2 separate regions of the Columba livia genome follow, and region 1 is linked to region 2. The links are chromatin contacts, called in public Hi-C maps. All regions are on one chromosome and are shown on one strand. The core of a region is the stretch at or near the end of the contact, and the rest is flanking DNA. Distances in the headings are between cores, read along the strand shown. Region 1 has its middle 6.4 kb from the start of WASF2. Region 2 holds the start of CD164L2 (CD164 molecule like 2).

Region 1 (3,820 bases), core at 1,120-3,619, 49 kb after region 2:
GCAGGAGGAGGGTGAAGGCGGCAGACGAGGCGAGGAAGGCCGCATCAGGCTCAGCTCCCCCAGCAGCTCCATTTGTCACCCTGCGGCCCAGGGCTGGGAGCTGGTTACCTGGGAGGGTGAAAGAGGGGGGGACAACAGCCAAGATTGTCCCCATCCTCTGGGGATGCTGGAGTGTCACCAAGGGCACTCACCCTCATCCTGGTGCCAGGGGAGGCACAAAACCCCTGTCTGCGCTGTCAGCCTGAGCTCCTGCCCCTGCAAACCTCCAAGACCCCCCCCACCATGGCCAGGGGAGATGGAAAACCACGGTCACGAGCTCACCCTTGCCAGCTGCACTCGAGGTGGCTCTCAGCACCCCTGGGGCACAGCGTCACTCCCCACACCAAACCACAGGGACAGTCCCCCCAGAGCTGGGGTGTCACCATGTCCCCACGGGGGCGACGGTCCCCACCGTCCCAGGGGACTGAAGAAGAGCTGCCATTTCCTCTGCTCCGGGCAGAGCAAAAACCTCCAAAACTGTGTCCCACATGTGGCTTGCAGGCGAGGTGGCTCCCCAGGGACCCGGTGGCCTTGTGTCACCCCACTGTGCTCCCCTGGCAGCCCCCCCAGACCCCCATTCCGGGCAGGGGCAGCCCCAGTGCCTGCAGGAGCCATCCCAGTCCCAATCCCAGTCCCAGTACCAATCCCAGCCCCAGTCCCAGTCCCAGTCCCAGTCCCAGTCCCAATCCCAGCCCCAGCCCCAGTCCCTGTCTCAGTCCCAGTCCCAGTCCCTGTCCCTGTCCCTTTCCCCGTCCCAGCCCCAGTCCCTGTCTCAGTCCCAATCCCAGTCCCTGTCTCAGTCCCAGTTCCAGTTCCAGTCCCTGTCCCTGTCCCTTTCCCAGTCCCAGTCCTTGTCCCAGTCCCAATCCCAGTCCCAGTCCCAGTACCAATCCCAGTCCCAGTCCCTGTCTCAGTCCCAGTCCCAATCCCAGCCCCAGCCCCAGTCCCTGTCTCAGTCCCAGTCTCAGTCCCAGTCCCTGTCCCTTTCCCAGCCCCAGTCCCTGTCTCAGTCCCAGTTCCAGTCCCTGTCCCTGTCCCAGTCCCAGTCCCAGTCCCCATCTCAGTCCCTGTCCCTTTCCCAGTCCCAGTCCAGCCCAGACGGGGGGTGAATCTCTGCTCCAATTCAGCAGAGTTCCCTAGCAAAGGAGGTTTCTTCCTTTTTTTCTTCCCCCTCAGTGATAACAAATAATAACATAATCCCCTTAATCCGTCCCCGAGGAGCCGGCGCACACCCGGCCGGGAAGCACCGGTGCTTCTGCCGCCGCTGATAACTCGCACCGCCAGGGCCCCGCGACAACCGATGCTTCGGCTCACGCTCTGCCCACCAAAACCCCACATGCTGCCACTTGGCCCCCCTGCCCTCCCCAGCACCCCCAGAGCCCCCTCCAGCCCCACTGCCAGCCTGGGGGGATCTCAGCATCACTCCTTCCCATGGGGCACGGCCACCAAGACCCCACAGAGCCCCCAGTTGCCCCTTCCCCAAAGGGGACATGTTTGGGACCCCACCTGGGGACACTTCCCCCCCAGGCTCCTGCTCAGGGACATGGTGAAGTCCCTGGAGACTGAGCCCCATGGGTGCCCTCCCCTCCCGCCCTTCTGGTCCCCATGGGAATCCCCCGGGTGCCTCCACCCCAGGTGGGGCCGGAGTGCCCCCTGACACCCCCCAGCTGTGCCCTACGCTTTGGTTTAGGAGCAGCCAGGGTCCCCAGGGTGCTGGCACAGATCCCGCACCCCCCACTCCATCACGGGGTGCCAGGAAGGAACCCAGGCGTCCGGCTGCCAAATCCCCCTCCCTTCACAGGGACCCCAGTGTGCCCTTTCACCACGGGGTGGGCACACAGCCCACCCCCCCACACACCATCATCATCCAGCAAATATTAATAACAACCCCTTTGCTTTTATTCCCTGGCTTTCCTGGCCCCTGCTCTGCTGAGCTCAGCTCCTCCGGCTCCAAAACGCCTTTTGAAATTACTGGAGAGTGGAGACCTCTGCAAACGCTCTGCCCCCCCGGCCCCCGCCGCCCCCTCCGCGCCGGCACCCACAGCACCCGTGTGCCGCGCGGGAGCGGGTGCCATCCGCCCCGGTGATTTAAAAGGCGCCAGGCTGGGCTTGATTAAAACCAAGTAAAAAGCCAGAGCCAGGGCAGAGAGGGGGATTAGATCGCTCGAGGGAATGTTAATGGACTCCAGAGCTTTCTGCCCGGCCGGCAGCTGGGTCGCATCCAGCGCGGGGTGGCTGGGGACGGGCCCTGCGGCGGGTGCGCCGAGCGCGCCGGGGCTCAGCTGGACGCGGGGCGCACGGGGAGCCCGAGCTGCGGTGGAGGATGGAGCGGGGACAGGGCTGGGGGGTGGAAATATCTTCCCAGGGCCTGGCTCTTCCTCTGGGAATAGCCGGGGTGGTCTGGTGCTCCAGCTGGGCTCTGCGCCGCCCCCGCTGCCGGCGCGGGAGGCTGAGCCCGCGGAGGGGACACGGCACAGCAGGCCTGGGGCATCGCCAGCACCCCAGGTCCCCTCCCTGGCTGTCCTGGGCGGGGCAGCGGCCCCTGTAGACGTGGGGGGCTGCAAAAGGGGCTGTTTGCCAGGGTGCTCATGGTGGGAAGGGCTGGGGTGACGGCTGGGTGCCGGTGTTGGGATGGGGTGCTGGCATTGGGATGGGGTGCCGGGGCCCCCCCGCCACAAGATGCTCCCCACCCCGGCTGCCAGATGCAGTGGATTGCAGGTCTGACGTGGGAAATCGCCTCCCTTCCTCGTTAGCTTGTGATTAGCATGTCAAGTGGTTGAAGTTGGTGGGTATAAAGGATGCGAGCTAAGAATAATGGCTTCAATTTTCTTCACGGCACAGCCATTAATTTGAAGGAGAAGGGGGTGTCCAAACCTCCTCGGGCAGTTCCAGGGTGCTGCCGCTGCCTCCCCGGCCCCAACCGTGGGGCTGGGGTGGGTGACGTGGCCCTCGCCCCTCTCCGGGTGCCGATGGGCAGCGGCAGAGCTGGGTGCTGGTGTGAGCTCGGCACCGGCACGGGCATCCCGTGTGCTTCCCTGTGCTGGGGCGATGGTGCAACCGGGAGCGGGTGTGCAACACGTGTGCACCCACACACCCCGTCCTCTGCCCCCACATGGCCAGGAACAGGGCATTTCCCCAGCCTTGTCCCCCCGGTCTGTCCCCATGCGCTGGGCAGGGGGAGGAGGGCAAATTCCTGCCGTGTTTCCAAGGGAATGGAAAAACGTCGAAATGGCCGCAGAGCTGCCTTTTCCTGGCACATGCCGGATCCCGGCAGTGGCGCAATGAGCTGCACTCCCCGTGGCAAAGCTCTGGTTCACTGTGGCTCCGGGGTCACTGCGGCTCTGGGGTCACTGCTCTGCCGGTACCCGGGATGTGGAGCATCCTCCATCCCGTCGTCCCGCACCATCCCCAGCTCCAAGCACCATCGCCGGCTCCGGCATTGTTAGCACCACCAGAGGCCAGAAACCTCTTCCCAGCAAAGCTGCTTAATTAATACCACCATTTTCCAGCCCGAGGAAGCAGCGTGGCCGGGCAGGTACAGCCAGGCACCCACAGACCAGGCTCTCCCTATTCACCCCATGTCACCCTGGGCACCTGCCCCAGGTGTCCCCTCAAGCATCACCCAGACACCTTCAATAAGCCAGTGCTGTACAGAATCAAGAAGCAGCAAACCAACCATTTCCCCACCAAATTTCGAAGGCTTTTCTCCCTTTATTTTACCTCCACCCCCCCACGCCGGCTCTGCTGGCAAAACCCCGGCGAGCGCCGGGCCTGGCAGTGG
Region 2 (3,861 bases), core at 932-3,431:
CACTGGCTCTCTCACATCTCCATCACTTGGTGCTCCTCTACCCATGGGGTGAGATTGGCCTTCAGCATGGAAAGCCACTGAGACAAGGCACCCAAGGGTGCTGAGCCCAAGGCTCAAGGCTGGTGGCCCCCCATTGTCCCCCCGCATGTCCGAATCCTCTCACCTGGCTCCTCGGGGGTCCCGCAGCCCACCCAGACGCAGCCGCTGACGTTGTGCGGTGCTGTGCCAGCCGTGCATGTCTCGCAGGACCTCAGCTCGCTGCACTCTCCTGCCGAAGCTGGGACAGGGGGAGGGCAGGGTCACCATCCGGCCCCCCATCAGCCGGGCTCGGGGCTGCACCCCCTGCTGCACGGAGGAGGATTTCTCCCAATGCAGGGTAAGGGGTGATGGCACCTCTCACAGCACCAAATGCATTAACAGACCCGTCCCAGCCAGCTGTGGGTGTTTGTAGCATCACCAGCTCTCCGCAGAGGGGACACCCCACAGCACCCACGGCCACCCAGGCTCCCCCCATCACCCACAGTGGTCCACAGGGCCCCTCCGGCCTTGGATCTTCTGGTGGAGGCTTAAAAGAAACAAGGCAGCAGCACCAGCCCAGCTGCTCCCAGCAGCCCCAATGGGGTTATTTAAGCCCCATTGCCCCTCCAAACCATTCCATGGGACATCCCCTTTTCCCCATTGCCCTGGCAATGGCAGTGAGGCACTTGGGCGTTCCTGGAGCTGCTCTGCCATGAGCTCTTCCCCCCCCCACGCTCATCATTAATTTACAGGCTGCCTGGCAGCGAGGGAGGCTGCAACAGCGAGCTGCGGCCGGGCCCTGCTGCTCCTCGCTGCGTCCCACGCCTGCGTTTGCACCATCCCGGGACGGAGCCAAGAGCCGTTCCCCACCCTGGGCACGTCTCCAGGCTCTCAGGGGACACACAACCCCCGCAGGACTCGCAGGAGGGTGCTGGGGGCTGGGACCCCCCTGGCCTGGCTCCCCATGTGTCTCGGCCACACAGGGACCCAACTTGGCCTTGTGGTTGGCTTTGCTGCGCCCCATCCCCACCAGCAGTGCTTTGCAGAGGGCTCCCCACCACACCATATCCCTTTGGGGTGGGCACCTCCAGCCCACCCCACCCCCAGCTTTTAGGGTCCTCCTGGCTGCTCAGGCCATATCCAGCTGAATCCAGAGGCCCCTTCCTTGCCCCGGTGCCCCCACAGTGAAAGCAAAGGTAGTGTAAGGCATGCGGCGGGATGCTGCAGACCCATTGCCATGGCTACGGCGTGGTGGGCACGACGCTGGGCCCCCCCTCCAGCATTTAGAGACCTGCCGGGAACCAATGGGAAAGTAGGACTTTGTTCGCAAGGGTTTCAGGCAGGTTTATAATTTAAGTTATTTTTATCGCAGCAGGCACAGGAACAGACGTTTGAGCCCAACGTTGTCAACTCCCGCTCCTGCCGTCAGGTGTGAGGAGCGAGAAGGAAACAAACGGGGGGCAGTGGGGCTGGCTGAGGGCAGCCCCGTCCCGATGGGTGCTCCAGGAACACGCGTGGGTCCCGGTGGGACGGGTCAGGGTGGAAAAGTCTCCCGTGAACAGCGGGGGTTGGAGAAGGGGAGCAGAGGCAAGCCTGGGGTTTGCATAATTGATGCCCAGAGTTGCACCCCGGGCAGGAGGTGACGGCTCCACTCCCTGCTCCCCCAGCACAGAAACCGCCACAAACCACGAGTTCCCTCCGCTTTTTGGAGAGGAAGCCAGACCCTGCACCCCATTTGTCCCACATCAGCTCAGGGCACCCCTCCTGGCTCTGGGGGTCCCAGCCCCCCCGGTTGGGAGCAGGAACAGGGACCCTTCTCCCCCCAAACCGGGGCCAGCCGAGGGAACGGGGCTCTCCCGGTCCCATCACGGGAAAAGGGGTCACGGGCAAAGTTCCCCCCGCCCCCGGGCGCCCCCCGCGTCCCCGGCCGTACCTGCGCGGGTGGGTTCGGGCCCCTGCGCACACAGCAGCGCGCACAGCAGCGCGCAGCGCAGCGTCCCGGTGCACGGCGGGGCCATGGCCCGGCCCGGCTACGCTCGACTTAGCCAGGCTCAGCTCAGCCCGGTCCCAGCGGGAGGTGTCGGCTGCGGCGCCGCGGAGCTCCCGGGAGAGCGGAGCGGAGGCACGGGCACATGCGCGCCCGCGGGAGGCGGCCCCGGGGGCGGGGGGGGGGCGGGGAGGGGCGGCCCCGCCTTGTCCCGCCCCGCCCCGGGGGGCCCGGTCCATGACGGGGTCCCGCTCCGGGGTGCGCGCCCCCCTCCATCCCCCACCGCCTGCGCTCTGCCCGGGCCTGGGAAAGACGGGGTTGCTCCGGTCTCGGGGGTCCAGGCACTGCACCCCCAGCACGCCCTGCTCCGCTGCACTGCACACCCTGCACTGCACACCCTGCACTGCACACACCGCACACCCCGCACACTGTGCGTGCACTGCACACCCTGCACTGCACACACCGCACACACTGCACACTGTGTGTGAATTGCACGCCCCGGACATTTCGCGCACTGCACACTGTCTGAGCACCGCACACCGTGCGCTCACCGCACACCGTGCGCTCACTGCACTCACTGCATGCACACAGCCCGCCGAACACCCTGCACACCGCACACGCACTGCACGCACTGCCCCTACTCTGTCCGCACACCCGACGCGCACCGCACCCGTACCGCAGCCGCCCCGCCGCACCCCCCAGCCCCCGCACCCCCAGCCCCCTCCCCGGGCTGCAGCGAGTTCCTCCGCCGGTCCCGGCCCCTCCCGAGACGCGGCCGCAGCCGGCGGAGATGCGGGGGGGGGGGGCGGCCCCACCGGGACCCGGGGCCGTCGCGGCTGAGTTCAGCACCGCGAACAGCTCCGGCCGGGCCGAACCGGGCCGGGCCGAACTGGGCCGGGAGCCCTGGCCGTTCCCCGCTGGGGCGGCCGCAGCTCCGCCCGGGAGCACCGGGGGCTCCTGACACCCTGGCGGGGGCAGGTTGCTCGAGAAGCCCTGGAACGCACCGGGCTTCGAGGAACCGGGGCGGGGAGAGTCCCGGCAGGGTCCCGGGGGTGCGCACGCCTTCCCCTTCCTCCTTCCCCAGGGTGGGGGCTCCCTGCCAGCCACTCTTCCCGCAGCGCCCCCGGCCGGGCCAGACCTTCCCGGTTCTCCGGGCGATGAATTATTCAGGCCCGCGTGGGAAAGTCGGCCCGCTGGGACCCGCTCCTGAAGCGGAGGTGGGGGCTGCGCACGCCCGGCTGTGCGGGGGGCGGAGGAGGACCCAACTTCGTCCCCCACGCTGTCCTCCGAGCCGCCTCCTCCATGCCCACCGTGCAAAGCGGAGCCCCCAGATCTCTGCCAGGGGGGGCGAGGGAAGCCGGCTCCCCCCTCCTCTGCAAGGACGTGGCGGGGGGACCCGGGCTGGGGGTGTCCCGGGGGTGGCGTGGGATGGGGGGGGGGGGGGGGGCTGTTTTTATGAATGAGCTGCTCCATGCCCGGCGCGATTACTATGCGGCGCGCGCGCGCCCGCTCTGCCTCTCGGGGCGCTGATTGGCTCCGACGCGCCATTGACGTCACAGCGGGGAGAACGGGGCTTGGGGGGGGGGCACGGTGGTGAGTCACCCCCCCGCACCCCCAGCCCCCCGGCGGGGCTCGGTCACTATAACTCGGCGGCGCCCATGGCAGCGGGACCCCAGCCCGAGCATCCCGGCAGGTGAGTGCCTGGCACCCGGGGGGGGACACGGACACCGGGGGGGCACTGGGGAGAGGGGAACACGGACATCGGGGGGTAGCGGGAGGATGTGTGACCCCACTTGGCTATGGGAAGGAGGGCGAGGGGCAGCCGTGCCCCCCACCTCGCCCCCCGGGGGCTGTGC

Evidence for each region. Hi-C and Micro-C count contacts between places; a contact is called where the count stands out from the background.
Region 1: a contact with region 2 is called in a Hi-C map of crop, with 1.4 times the contacts expected there. The contact joins the enhancer-like site here to the promoter of CD164L2 in region 2.

What each region holds. Positions count from the first base shown.
Region 1 is chr26:5,358,567-5,362,386 of bColLiv1.pat.W.v2, forward strand. No RefSeq gene overlaps it. Among named protein-coding and RNA genes, the nearest start is that of WASF2, 6.4 kb to the left of the region's middle. Within about 2 kb of position 2,370, at least 1 of the 3 cell types and tissues checked has an H3K27ac peak away from gene starts, as active enhancers do.
Region 2 is chr26:5,309,613-5,313,473 of bColLiv1.pat.W.v2, forward strand. It overlaps CD164L2 (CD164 molecule like 2), which reads right to left and starts at 2,182. Exons shown (of 6, transcript XM_065041942.1): 1 at 1,952-2,182; 2 at 164-277. The coding sequence starts at 2,036. GPR3 (G protein-coupled receptor 3) reads left to right here and starts at 3,492. Exons shown (of 2, transcript XM_065041941.1): 1 at 3,492-3,698.